4 separate regions of the Mus musculus genome follow, and regions 2, 3 and 4 are each linked to region 1. A link is a contact called in public ChIA-PET and promoter capture Hi-C data. All regions are on one chromosome and are shown on one strand. Each heading gives the region's core, a stretch centred on a gene start, on an enhancer-like site or on the middle of the called end of the contact. The rest is flanking DNA. Distances are from core to core; before and after follow the strand shown.

Evidence for each region. Promoter capture Hi-C pulls out the DNA fragments that hold promoters and counts their contacts. ChIA-PET counts read pairs in DNA pulled down with a chosen protein or histone mark.
Region 2: a contact with region 1 is called in an RNA polymerase II ChIA-PET map of memory CD8 T cells, with 23 read pairs. The contact joins the enhancer-like site here to the promoter of Ugdh in region 1. A contact is called at or near these places in 4 of 39 promoter capture datasets (the C10 cell line, hippocampal neurons, liver and 1 more), 5 of 115 datasets of contacts at active chromatin or transcription factors (embryonic forebrain, embryonic midbrain, embryonic stem cells and 2 more) and 2 of 9 other capture datasets (adipose tissue and liver).
Region 3: a contact with region 1 is called in a promoter capture Hi-C map of neural stem cells. The contact joins the enhancer-like site here to the promoter of Ugdh in region 1. A contact is called at or near these places in 8 of 39 promoter capture datasets (the C10 cell line, the HPC-7 cell line, fetal liver and 3 more), 2 of 115 datasets of contacts at active chromatin or transcription factors (bone marrow-derived macrophages and neural tube) and 1 of 9 other capture datasets (adipose tissue).
Region 4: a contact with region 1 is called in an RNA polymerase II ChIA-PET map of memory CD8 T cells, with 5 read pairs. The contact joins the promoter of Tmem156 here to the promoter of Ugdh in region 1. A contact is called at or near these places in 7 of 39 promoter capture datasets (embryonic stem cells, hippocampal neurons, liver and 3 more), 2 of 484 Hi-C or Micro-C datasets (both in embryonic stem cells), 1 of 115 datasets of contacts at active chromatin or transcription factors (memory CD8 T cells) and 1 of 9 other capture datasets (adipose tissue).

What each region holds. Positions count from the first base shown.
Region 1 is chr5:65,434,196-65,437,564 of GRCm38.p6, reverse strand. Ugdh (UDP-glucose dehydrogenase) reads left to right here and starts at 1,723. Exons shown (of 12, transcript NM_009466.2): 1 at 1,723-1,941.
Region 2 is chr5:64,988,705-64,992,073 of GRCm38.p6, reverse strand. All of the region lies in intron 2 of Fam114a1 (family with sequence similarity 114, member A1), which reads right to left. Among named protein-coding and RNA genes, the nearest start is that of Mir574, 20 kb to the right of the region's middle. Within about 2 kb of position 1,898, at least 43 of the 459 cell types and tissues checked have an H3K27ac peak or open chromatin away from gene starts, as enhancers often do. A contact at or near this core is called in memory CD8 T cells, where this site is marked.
Region 3 is chr5:65,780,415-65,783,783 of GRCm38.p6, reverse strand. The region is part of intron 3 of N4bp2 (NEDD4 binding protein 2); the gene reads right to left. Among named protein-coding and RNA genes, the nearest start is that of N4bp2, 19 kb to the right of the region's middle. Within about 2 kb of position 1,698, at least 21 of the 459 cell types and tissues checked have an H3K27ac peak or open chromatin away from gene starts, as enhancers often do. A contact at or near this core is called in hematopoietic stem and progenitor cells, where this site is marked.
Region 4 is chr5:65,089,841-65,093,209 of GRCm38.p6, reverse strand. It overlaps Tmem156 (transmembrane protein 156), which reads left to right and starts at 1,601. Exons shown (of 6, transcript NM_001370814.1): 1 at 1,601-1,742. The coding sequence starts at 1,655.

The sequences.
Region 1 (3,369 bases), core at 474-2,973:
TCGTGTCTCTGTGGGTCTCCGGGTCTGGGGTGGTTGTGAGCCTCCTTGAGGCAGGTGCTGGGATCTGAAGAGCAGTCTTCATTATTAACTACTGAGCAGCTATATTTCCAGTCTCAGCACTTGGCTTTTCACTTGCACCCGAGGGACCTGAACATAGACCTCTATGCTTACATAGCAACCGCTTTACCCACTGGGCCTCCTCCTCAGACCTACGGCGTTTGAATGTGCTTCCAACATTTCCTAATTACTTTCCCCCATGAGGTACAGTCAAGCACTTCATAACATCATTTCACGAAGGGCTGACTTCATATAGGGTGGTCCCGGATTATACCGAGTACTGATGTTCCCAGCGAAGTTTGAGTAAGTACATGATGACGTGGCAGAACAAATGTGCCGAACACATTTCTCAGAACATATCACCACCAATGAGGTATTTGTGCCTGGCCTTTTCTCCTTTTTGATTTTTAGGCTTAAGTTGATCTCTAGCAGCAAAAGAAACAGAACAAACCTTCACATTAAAAGTGGGCGTGGCGGTAATCATGATCCCTGGGGGAGGGAGGGCAGAGGGGTCAAGTAAGGGGATCATTGCAAGTAAAAGGCCAGTCTGAACTATATACTGAGTTCCAGATCTGCCACCTCTACACAGAGACCATGTCTCAAAAAACTCCCGTGGGCAGGCTAAATAATTTTGCCTTTTAAAAAAAGTTTATGCATACAGATGTCTGTGTATGTTCGTGCTGGTAGATAGAGCGTGGTCTCCTGGAGCAGGAGTTTTAGGCAGTGTTGAGTCCTCTGATATGGGTCCTGGGGAGTAAACATCTTAGCCCTTTCTCCAGGGGACAGTTTTACTTTCTATGCATTTGTAAGGACTGGGGACAGTTCGGTGGTAGAGTGCTTAGAGTTCAATCTCTAGTAACACACACACACACACACACACACACACACACACACACACACACACACACACACGCAAATTAACACCCACACATATCTACGTTGCATACGCCTTGCTATGCATCATACAGACAACCTCCCTTTTAGAATTTGGCTGGAAAGTTTTCCTGGAAAATACGCCCTCCAGGCGTGGGCGCCCGGGTTCTCTGGCCAAGGACCAACCCGGAGACACTGGTTCAGTCATTATGGAACTCAGCATCGTTTTGACCTGAGGTATCTCCTTCCCAGACCCGGCGCCATCCGGATGGGACGTGACTAAACTCTGGGCAACTGTCTGAAGGGCGCGGCGGACTCAGGGGCTTGAAGAGCTTAGGAGAGCAGGGGAGGCCCTCCATCAGAGTCCAGGGGCCGAGAACGGAGCTCGGGCTCCAGGATAAGGGGAAGAGTCAGAAAGCCGGAAGACCTTTTTCTGTGGGCTCGCTCTCCCCTCCCAGGCCCTATGATCACGGGTGGTTCACTTGGCACGCGCGAACCTTCCTCATGCCAGATTCCAGGGACCCAGAGCGGGGAAGGAGCACAGACAAGGATGACCAACAGGGACCACGACGCCCCTCCCTGCAGCTAGTCAGCCTAGCGGGACCAGCGGCGCACGCAGCCACGCCCAGCGCCGCTCGCTGCGGGCGAGGGCGGAGCCCGTGACTTAGCTGGAGCTGATTCGCCCTGCTCCTCAAGGGGCGTGGTCATACAGTTCGGATCCCGCCCCCTCTGCCGCTCTGGGTCCAGAAGGAAATAGAGGCCTGCCCGGGGGGCCTGGAGCGGAGGGAGGCGGGGCAGCGCGGGGCGGTGGCCGGGTCCAGAGTCCCGGGAGGCTTGGCTGCAGGGGAATGAAGCCTCCGCCTTCCCCGGCAGAAGTATTTAAATACGGCCGCGGGCCGGGGACTCGGGGAGCGGCGGGCGGAGCGGTGGGTAGAGCCTGCGGCTTGGGAGGAAGGCGCTGTCCGAGAGAACGGGATCTGCACGGCCGCTGTGTCCCTGCTTTGGAAGTGGGTAAGCACCGATCCTTTCGGGATGCCCCCTCCTCGCGGCCCAGGTGCGCGCGCGGTCCCGGGTCCGCTCCCCGTTCGCGGCGGGGCTCTCTACTGCACCATCCTGGTCCCCTTTTTCGGGCCCGGCGAGAATCACGTCGTGCGCTTGCAGGAGGTCAGCCGAGCCGAGCTTTTAATTTCGCAACTCGCGCGTCTTCAAGCCAGTTCTTTCCATTTTCCGATTTGAAACCAACGAGATTTTCCCGCCGCTTCAGAAAGCCAAACGCCCTCCCCCCCCCCGCCCCCGAAGGAAAGGGTCCTCTCCGTGGGGCCTAATGGACGCTTCACAGTCCTAAGCTTTGTTGGGGATTAGAGTCTGCTCACCTGGGAGGCTGCTGCTCTCCTCTGGTAGCCCCTAAATGTAGAAAGCAAAGCCCCTTAAAGATGCATCCCTAAGGCATTTATCCTATACTATCCTGGGGGTGTGTGTGGCTCACGCAGTTCATTATTGGCCTCTGGACACATACGCTCGGACGTTATACTTAATGTCAGGGAAGGCCTTTCTTGGGGGCTTCAGAGACCATGTTTTTGTGAGATCTTAAAAATCTTCACGTACTACGCGTAATTGAATAGGGTTGGTTGAGAAAGAGAGGAGGGGCTGGCTGGGAGAGAGTGCATACGTGGGGCACACAGAGGACTAACTGTTCATCCACTCACCTCAAAGGCCAGTCTGGTTTTTTTTTTTTTTTTTTTTTTTCAAATCCCCTAAGAAATGGAGAACAGTAGTCTGGTCTGTTTCTTCTGAGGGGTTCTGGACTTGAAAGAGCTGAGTGTTTCTGCTTGTGAGCTGTGCTTTTTGAGTACTGAGCTAGTCTGAGCTGAATGCTACACAACCCTGGTTTGGAAAATACATCCCGTCCCCTGCCCCCTTCTTTCATCTCTGTATTGCTTTCTCTGCCATAAAATCTCTAGCCACTAGGCATGCTCTATCATTTCTCAAATTTCCACAGCTGTGGATCATTCTCGTTAGACATAAAATTAAGTCTTTCACAATCTTTTTTTTTTGAATCAGGCATCTTTGTAAGTGTGCTTCCAGGAAATGACTGAGGTTGGTGTATCCAGCTGTCTTATCATGTCTGCTGCTTAGTTCTTCAGTAGCTGTGAAGGGGTGGCAGATGGATGCTATTCTATTCAGAGTGCAGTATAGGACATTTGTCGGCTGGTAGTGACATCCTGTAGGTTGAAATGCTTATCTGAATTTATGACACTTTACATGAACAGTATTTTCAGGATGGTGTGGTATGTCGTGGTTCCCGGAATATTTGAGGTGAAGACTCATTTCAGAATGACCTATTCAATAGGCAAACAAGCCCACTTTTCAGTCAACACAGTGAGGGCCAGAGGGTATACAGAAGGAGAAGTAGAATATGGTGAGATGAGCTTACTGGTA
Region 2 (3,369 bases), core at 649-3,148, 450 kb after region 1:
TCTCACCTTTCACCTAGATAGCTCTCACCTCCTTTAACACAGACCTTCGGGGCCTAACTCAGAAAGCAGAAGGCATCCTATGAGAACTCACTATGTTGTTGTTTTTCTCTCCTTCCCATAAAATCAGAAGAATGACCTTGTATAGTTGGGGCAAATCAGACTTGGATTGATCGAGGACATCTAAATCATAATTAGAGGGGCTAGAGAGATGCCTCAGCAGTTAAGAGCACTGGCTGCTTTTTCAGAGGACCTAGGTTTAATTCCCAGCATTCACATGGCGACTGGCAACCATCTATAACTGCAGTCCCAGGGGATCGAACGGCCTCTTCTGAAATCTGTGTGCACTAGGCATGCATGTGTTGCATAGACATACATATAGACAAAACACCCATCTACATATAATAAATAAAATTTAAACAAAAAATAAAACACAATTGGTCCTTTGAACAACGGCATCCATTGTGTGATCCTAAGAATATTTAACTATGCAGGGGATTCCATCAAGTTCAAAGTTCCTTAAATAGAGAAGACATCTAAATGTCTAGTATCCCACCTAATATCAAATAGAAAATACTTTTTAGGTTGGTCCTGTGACTTAGTGGTACAGCATTCTCCTGGTTTGAGTAAGGCCCAAGTTCCACTCCTAACACTACCATCACCACCACCCAAATGACCACATCATTTACTGAGGCTGGAGTGTGGCTCTGTCACAAAGCATCTGCCTAGTTTGTGTGAGACCCTGAGTCAGAGCTCTGGGAAAATAAACTATTTAATTTAGGCGAACCAGTTCAAAACTATAGGTACAAGGTAAATATCTAGAGGGGTCTGTCAAACACAAGGACCATTCACATGTAGGTGGAAATATATATATATATATTTCTGTGTTAAGATCAAAGACCAATCTGGAAGTCCCATCCCCAGGAGAGATGAGGAATCAGGTACCGTGTAGATCTCATACCGGGGATGCCTGTCATTAGACCCACGAGACCAGGTCTTCCTTAAGTCCTGTAACTCACAGCACAGATAACCTGTCATAAGGATCCTCAATGCAGCAATGAGGCTGCAGGTGTCCTGCCTGGGTGCCTGCTGCTCTGTCAGAAGGTCAGACTCGCAATGGCCTCAGTTATTTCCAAGTAATTTTCTTTCCTCATGAGTAAACCTTTTCCAACTCTAGGAAGATTTAAAACTTAAATGTGGAAAGGCTAAAGCACCAAAGCCACGCTATTAATGCTTTTTTGTGCACATTTGACCTTTTCTGTCCTACTGATATTTATGAAAGTTAACAGGGTCACAAGGTTTGAAAACCAATTTACAATGACCAGCTGAATTATCACATCACAGACTTTAGCTGAAATGGCCCACATTTAGGAATACTGTATTAACATTTAGGTCTTTAAGCCCACTTTATATATTTAATAGCTTGTATAACAATTATGAAGTACTCAACAAGGTTTTGTAATCTATAGATGAGGCACTTGAAAGGAAATAGAATATATTACAATTAAAACATTCAAGTCAATAGGAAAAAAAAGAATCAAATATTAAACAAATTTCCCTAGAAAACTGCTGCTCAATTTTGCTAGGCTTATATATAGAATTATGATTTTTGGGATGAAGAATTGAGTGTTTAAAATTGCAGTCTTAATAAACTAAACACTAACTATTTAAATCAAATTAAGCATCTAAGTAGATCTCCTTTTTATACAATACACACATCAGCTTACACCAAAACCCATCTAAACCCAAATTGAAGGATACCCAAGCCAAGGGACCATGGGTTCATTCTTCTGTTGTCATGGGAACAGTGTCATCCTTTTAGTTACCACTATCCTTACCACCTGACACTGCCCCACCCTGGGCTGGTTTGAGGTCTCTTGGCTTCCTTTTTCTCCCAACAGTGACTTCTCACATTTAACTATGCCCACAGTGTCTCCACCACAGCACCTCAACAGGAACAAGGGGTTTCTCTCAAACCTCTCAGCTTTATGCTCCATTATGTTTCTTCTCCAACTCTTCAGCATGATGCTGATCTTCTGTACCCACTCCTGTCATCACCTCTCCATCAAAGACAGCAAGAGTCCTCCCGCCACCACCTTATGAAGCCATCTGCATCAAAGTCACAGTGACTTCCTTGTTGTCAAGCTACAGACTCATGTTAGGCTTTCATTGCCTGAACTCTCAGTAGGATTTGAAACTTAACAGATTTAGATTTAAAGCACTCTAGTTTCATAGCATTGGTGCCCGTTCACTCTTCTTTACTATAACAAAATATCAGAGGCAGGCACATTTTATAAGGAAAAAGTGTTTACTGAGTTCACAGTTCTGGAGACTTCAAGGCAAGCTCCAGACCTGGCTTGGTTCTGCTGAGGGTCTCAAGGTGGATGCTGTCCCAGTAGTGGGAGCTCATGAGGAAGGAATTACATCTCAAAACAGGAAGCCAGAGAACAACTACTTGCTTAGGCTCATCCTTTTAACAACCCATTCTTGTGAGAGCTCAAGAGTCTCACAAGAGGCACCTTAATCCTTTCTGAGGACAGCTTTCCCAGGAACCCTAGGAATGCCCACTGGGCCCTACTTGCCAGAGGTACAGTTTCCCAATATCTCTGCACTGAGAACCAACCTTCTAACCCCATCCCTTAGGGAGCCAACTCAAACTATATCCAAAGCACAGCACTGCCGCTGCCCTATCTTTCCATTTTTACTTACTGTCAGCATTCAGTATTATGACTTCGGTTATTTTTAGAACACTCTTACATACATAGTATGCTATTATGTAGGCTTCTTAGATTAAGCTACAATCTGAGAGCTGTCAGCATTCCAATAAAATATGTACAGTCCAGGTCAGCAGGGCATTCTCATTAGGAAACCCAGGCTCCAGAGGCAGCCGTAATAAGCAATCCTATTATCTCTGCCTCCATTAACAGCTGATGGTTGGCTAATTAGCATTCCAAATTGCAGGAATATATTTTAACTGGTGAACACAGCAAACTTTTTACTAGCATCCCCAAATATCTGAAAAAAAAAAAAGGTCTTCAAGATTTGTAGATGGTTAAATACATCCAAGAGAGTCTTCATGTCTTGGCATGGCCAGGCACAAGGGAAACTTTTTCAGCCCAGCAGGATGAATGAGTGGTTACAGGTGCCGCTGCCAATCCTGATGAGTTAAGTTTGATCCCAGGAGCCATGTGGTGGAAGGAGAGGATTGACACCTGCAGGTTACCTCTGACTTCCACACATGAACCATAACACATGTGCACTCATACATATACATGCATGTGTGCACATGTGTTATGTGCCTTGTGTCAATGGTCGTCCGTTCAGCTTTGAACTCTGGGCAATTCTGGTTACTCATGCCTGGATTCTTCTCAG
Region 3 (3,369 bases), core at 449-2,948, 350 kb before region 1:
TCAAAAGAGCAAGTCTGGGGCTAGGGAGACCCATCAGTCTGTAATGCAGACAGCACTAGCATCAAGACCTGTCTCTGGGCCTGAGAACCATAAAGAGCTAGGCAGAGCACTGTTGCCTATAATCCCACAGCAGGGAAGGAAAGAGACAGGAGAAGCCTGGGGTCACTGGCAAAGCCATGAAACCTGCCAAGTCACTAAATCTTTACATTTTTAAATTATAGAAAAATCTCACTAATGGGAACATATTCAAACAATAACACATGCTATAATTTTCCGTCTTTTTTCTTTCTGGTTTTTCTTTCTTTTTTCCCCCTTCCCTTCTCACGCTTGCTCCAGCCAAGGTGTTTGTTTGTTTCTCATTAAAGGTGATTGTGAGCCACCACATGGTTGCTGGGCTTTGAACTCATGACCTCCAGAAGAGCAGTCGGGTCTCTTAACTGCAAAGCCATCTCACCAGCCCTTCCTTCTTTCTGGTTTTTTCAAGACAGGGTGGGTTTCTCTGTGTAACTTCTGTAGACCATCCTGCCTCTGCCTCCCAAGGGTTGGGTTAGAGGTTAAGGTATGCTCCACACAGCCCTGTTACACTTTTCATCACTGTGGCAAAGTCATTGCAATAAACTATTGAAGAGTAATTGGTTGATCATGGCTCCAGTCTTAATTTGGTCACATGGCTCCATTGCCATGGAGCTAAGATGAGGTGCATCCAACAGCAGCAACAGTGGCAGAAGAGGCTGCTGCCCGCTGGCATCTGGGAAGGAAGAGTTGAGGAGAAGCACAAGGGATGCCTTGACAGAGTGCTGCCTGCTGACGCCAGAGCCTACTCTACCCAACTAGGCCCTACTTCCTAGTTTCCAACCTTTTTTAATTAATGCCAAATTGTGAATTGATCAGTGAATTAATCCATTGATTACACCAAAGCCGTTGTGATCCAATCACCTCTCAAAGTCCATGTCTACCAACTAAAGACCAAGCCTTTAACACTAGAGCCCTCTGGACACTTTAACCACTTAAGTGCTATAAAAGAATCCAATGCATCAGTTTATTAAGAATATGAAGTCTTTTAATATTTGAAAAATCAATCAAAACAACTCCAGGTATTAACAAAACAAAGGAAAGAAATAACACAATCCACTCAGTGTCCACCGAGCACAAGGCTAAGAAGCACCCACAGGTGCTCATGGGACTCCCCCAAACTGGAGATGGACAGGAAGTGATGGAGGCACCGTGAAGTGCCTCATACTGTAAGCTGCCGAAAGCTTTCCCTCAGCAAACAGAAAAGCAGATTTCTGCTACCAAAACTTCCCTACTACACTGTACCAGAGATTGCAGGCAGCATGTAAGGCTGAAAAGGAAATTAAAGTTCTAAGAGAAAAAGCCAGGTGTAACAGACAGAGCTCTTGAGTTTCTGGACAGGCAGGTGAGATCTCCAAAAGCTGAAGGGGGTTGGGGAGTGGGGCACAGGGTCTAAGAAAAATGAAATACACATACAGAACTATCATTTGCATATTCTGTGTGCAGACAAAAGTCCAAAACAATCTATTGAGTACTGAGTTCGTCAGGTAACTTAGCAAGGCTGACGTCATGGCCACAGTACTTGTGTGCAGGTCAGATGACATGGTGGACTTCCTGCTTATCTCCCTCCACCTTCACGCTGAGTCCCACAGACTGAGTTCGGTCTTCCAGCTCACATAACAGGTGCTCGCCCCTGGCCCCGATCTATAGTTGTTTATATTAGAAATGAATCTAGCTAGGGAGCCAGCTCAGTGGCATATCACTTATCCAGTCTGCATGAGGCTGCCCTGGCGGTAAGCAAAGGGAAAGGAAGGAGAGGAGAAAGGTCAGGAAATCTAAACACGTGCATTTCTCAGTGCTTACCTTTTCACAGCCGACTCAGCCCTCCCGAGACCAGAGTCTCCTGAGGACACTCCACTCTCAGGGTGTCATCTCCCCAGGAAACAATGGAGTATGCTAGATTTTATTTAGTCTTAAGACCTCTTTTTGTTTGTGCCTCACCTACTCTTTGGTGATTTCTTCAGCCTTAACAGCTTTAAAAGCCAAGCACCATGCTAAGAAATTAGTATCTCAACAGCAACTCTTCCCGGCCTGACATCAAACTCCCCACCGAGCTTCATGCCCAGCCAGTAGATCCAATCCTGAGATGAGACCAGATTCTGAAGGCACCTAGCCAACTCGGTTAGAAGAGGCAGAAGTAGCTCACTGCCACTAGAGGAGTGACATGAAGAGTCTCTCCTGCCCCTGGTTCTTCCCGACTCCCTGTCTGACTCCTACACTCAAGGGAGGAAAGTGCTCTGCTCCCCACAAGCTCCTGCCATGATGTTCTGCCTCATCACAGAAGTGCCCAGAAGCAAAGGAGCCCAGATAAAAAAACAAAAAACCTCTGAAATGAGGAACTGAATAAATCTTCCTCTAGTGCTTGTTCAGACACACTGTAGTCAATAAACACGGCCATGTATACAATCTCACCTATAGGCAATTTCCAGTTGCTGAAACCAAACCACAAGAGTCATTTTGTTGTTACTGTTTTTGAGACAATGTCTCACTTCCTAGGCTATCCCTTAGCACCTGTGTTAGCTTCACTGGCAGAATGCTAGGACTGGAAGCTGCTACCTCAGCAGCAGCTCTTAACTCCTTCCCCACCACACACACACACACCTCTTAGGCACTTTACAAAATACATTTGTTAGCCAGGCACAGTGGCTCATGCTTTCAATCCCAGCACTCTGAGAAGCAGAAACAGGCATATCTCTGTGAGTTTAGAGGCAGCCCAGTTTACATAGAGAATTCCAGGACAGCCAAAGCTACATAGACTCCAGTCTTGAAAAAAAATATCAAAAAAGAAAAAAATACATTTGGCAATCCAATCAATTCTTATTACCTCCACCTGGATTAAAGATAGCATCCTCTCTCATCTGAACATACTTTTAAGTGTGTAGGCTACTAATTATCTATTTAATATCATTTTTATTAAAACATAGATACATAAGATTCACTATTTTGGGCAGTGGTTCCCAACCTTCCTAGTGCTGCAACACCTTAATACAGCTCTTCATATTGTGGTGGCATCCAACCATAAAATTATTTTTGCTACCTCCTAAATCTAAATTTGCTGTTATGAATCATAATGCAAATATCTATGTTTTCCAAAGGTCTTAGGTGACTCCTGTGAAAGGGTTATTTGACCCCCAAAGTGGTCACAACCCACATGATGAGAACCACTTATTTTGGGGGTATTTTTCTTTCTCTTGATTTATGTATCTATTTACTTGGTTATCTATATGGTGACATATGTTCAGGTGCCCTCAAAAGCCAGAAGAGGGTGCGAGAGTTACAGGTGGTTGTAAGTGTGGG
Region 4 (3,369 bases), core at 352-2,851, 340 kb after region 1:
GTACTATTGCAACATTTATAGGCGAAAGAATAGACATTAAGATATCAAGGAAGGGGAAAATAGAATATAGTTTTATAAAGGGATAAAAGGGACGTTGTAATCGGAGGAATGATGGGGTAGGACTGGGAGGGCTGGGGAGAGGAGGAACTGTGCCAAGGACCATCAACACTAAAGGCCTTTGAGAAGTCGTATGGAATTCTACTACTGTAGAAGCTTTCTAAGATGTATATTTATATACAGAGTTTAAATGGAGTTAGCATATCATGGGGCAGGGGGATCAGTATCTCAACTAGACATCATATACTACCACATACAACTCCCAGCACCAGGAGTGAGTAACATCATTTTGAATTATTGGCCAAAGGGATCCCATAGACCCCCACAAACATTGCAGGGTATTGCTCCTCCACGACCGGACAGTAAGCCCCTATTGCTGAAGGCTACAAATATTTATAGAGTATCAAGGGGTCCAGATGGTCCTTAAGTGGAAACTTTACTCCTACTGGCTAGTGTTCACATAATAATCCTTTATGATATTCTCAAAATAAAGTATAGGCTTGGGAATTCTGTCCCTATTTTGACTGCTCAGGTCTTCCAATCCCCTTACTGAGGATTCCCATGTGTATGTAAACTGTAGTATCCAGTGGAAAGACAAATGAGTTCATTCTTGGCGCATCTAATCTTTGTCCCTTCCCTCCCCACCCACCTGTTGTTCCATAAAGCGCAGGAGAGGGTGAGAGAGAACAAAAGAGGGTCAGCGGAAAGGACTGGTTACAGAATTGCAGCACTGAGCAGGGAGCAAAGGATACATTTGCTCCAAGTACAAACTGAAATACTGGCTACATTTTATTGTAACCAGAGGAGGGGTGGGGGGTGGGGGTGGGGTGAGGGGGCAATGGAAATGCTAACTACTTGCATTGTCTAAGTAAGAACATTTGCTTGCCATGTATGCTGTCTGTATTCATCAAAGTTTTCCCCTATCCTTCATTTACACTCTAAAACAAATGATTTTTTTTTTCTTTTGCAAGGAGAACAAGAATGTGGATTGCGTCATAGTAAACGCTGTTTATAGACGTAACATTAACAAGTTCCATTCGGCCACTTGCAGAGACAACGGTAAAGCAGAAGCCCAAATTTTCATAAGTCTCTTGTTTATGCTCATATCTTGCACTGTTTACTGTCTTCCAAACACCAGAACCAAGCACAGTGTCTGGCTTTCAGAGAGATTAACTATCATTTACTAAGTAAATGAGTGAACAATGTTTATAAACTGGGGTAGCACTGACATTCGTCCTTTGGTTTTTGGTTATTATGTTGTAGGTTACATGTACCATGTTGTTCTTACACATTGGTAAACATGAGAAACAGATTTAAATCTGGAGCCAGACCCTCTGTGTTTCTTAAGACCATTTCCTCATCTTTCGTGTTTATCAGTTAGCACAACAGTTCTTGTTAGAGGGTGGCTTTATTAGGCAAAGTGACTCAAAATGAAGAAGTCTCAGTCCCGGGTAACTTTTTTTTTTTTAAAGTCAGACCCAAACGGAAGTGAGTATGAGGTGAATCTCAGGAACTTGAAGTAGAGCAGAGATGAGAAGCAGGAAGCAACATACTATCAAGCTACCGATGGGAACACATTTGTGTCATGTGAGTAGACATGACAGAAACAGCTTTCCTTAAATTATTTGTGGCAATAGTGATCACCTTCATTTTAGTCCTGCCAGAATTTTTCAAGACACCAAAAGGTAAGTAAACCATTGCAATCCAGCTCTCGTTTCTTACTTTAGAGCACATTGTCAGCGAGTGGTGACAGACGAGATCTTTTGGGGTGTATGCAGCATGAGCTGAAGTTCGGTGAGTGAACTGCCTTAAGTGAAACGAGATACCAATTTTTAGTTGCCTGTTATCTAGCATAGTGGCCTTAGGACTTAGTTATGTTACAATTGAAAATGTAAAGAAATATTTAAAGTCTGATTTTCGATTCCAGACACGGGACTTAAGAGAATAGCATCTTATGAGTTTGTTCTTTGAAACTGTTTCCTTCTTTCAAAATAATCATATATATCTGCTTTTATATTCTGGAACTTACTAAGGGAACGGACATTTATTTATTTTAAAATGAGCCATTTGATCACAAGGTGAGACTAATAATTTCCTGCTGATCTTAGAAAAATAGGAGTAAATTTTAGTATTTTTAATATGCAGTAAAACCAGATGGGTACAAATATAGGCAGGTATGTGTGTGTTTGGGAGCATTGGGAACAAGGCAAAACCCACTCTGAGAGCCCTTCAAAGAATTGTTATATATTTGTTGAAACTTCAGGGTAGAGAAACAAAAAAATAAGGGAATTTAAATTATTTTTTATATATTATTAAAAGATTGGAAAACATGTTATTGTGGGTGTTTAAGTGATAATTGTGTTCATTAGCCTTTAATAAGAAGGTTAAAAAAAAAACTCCACTGTTCTATTACTAAATAGGAATCATATAAATTTACGAAAACTAGAGAAAAACTTATATTTGATATCTCGCTGCAATGAATATTTATTGTCGAATATATGCAAAGATATGTATTCAGATAAAAATACTTTTGCTAATTATATTTGATGACATACTGCAATGATTATTTAATGTTGCATATTAAATGATGCTAAGTAGCCAGATAAAAATATTTTTGCTAAATAAACACTGTAACTGCAATTTTTACGAATGATCGAATTAAAATTTTTTTCTTTTGGTTTGGTTTTTTAAAAATATATATATATTGAGCACGTATAGTGTATATTTTTGATACTTATTTTCACCCGCTGAAAATGTGTCCTAAAGAAAATAGAATAAAGACAAGTTATTTTTAAGATATTTTGGGCTTAGAGTAGCAACATGTTTTTAGCTATCTAAGCTAGGCCTTCTCTGTGTTTATATTCCTATTACTTTGACCAATTAGTTTGCATCTAATGAATATCAGGTAACTGGCACACACTGTTTGCTAAGTTGGTCAGTGCTTTAAGAGTCTATTAAGGATTGTGAGGAGGAGGGAAAAGACAGAAGAATTGTTCTTTTGACCACTAGTTCTTGCTACAGGTGACACCAGAAGACCAGTGTGGCCCAGGAAAATTCAGAGAGGTGCATGGTGGGCACCTCAGTGGGCCTTTGATTTTGTAAGCAGAAGGATTCGGTTTTTTGTTTGTTTGGTTGGTTAGTTTGGTTTGTTTTTCAAAATACACTTCAGCTGAACTTGCCTGGCCAGAGAGCCAGTCTGTTCTTCATGTTGACAAGAGCCATTTATAAGATTTGTTTTCTCAGCTGCCACTGTGCTTCATTGCTTGTCCTAAACCAGAAGGAACCACTTCTGTTTTCTGGTTGGAGCGTTCT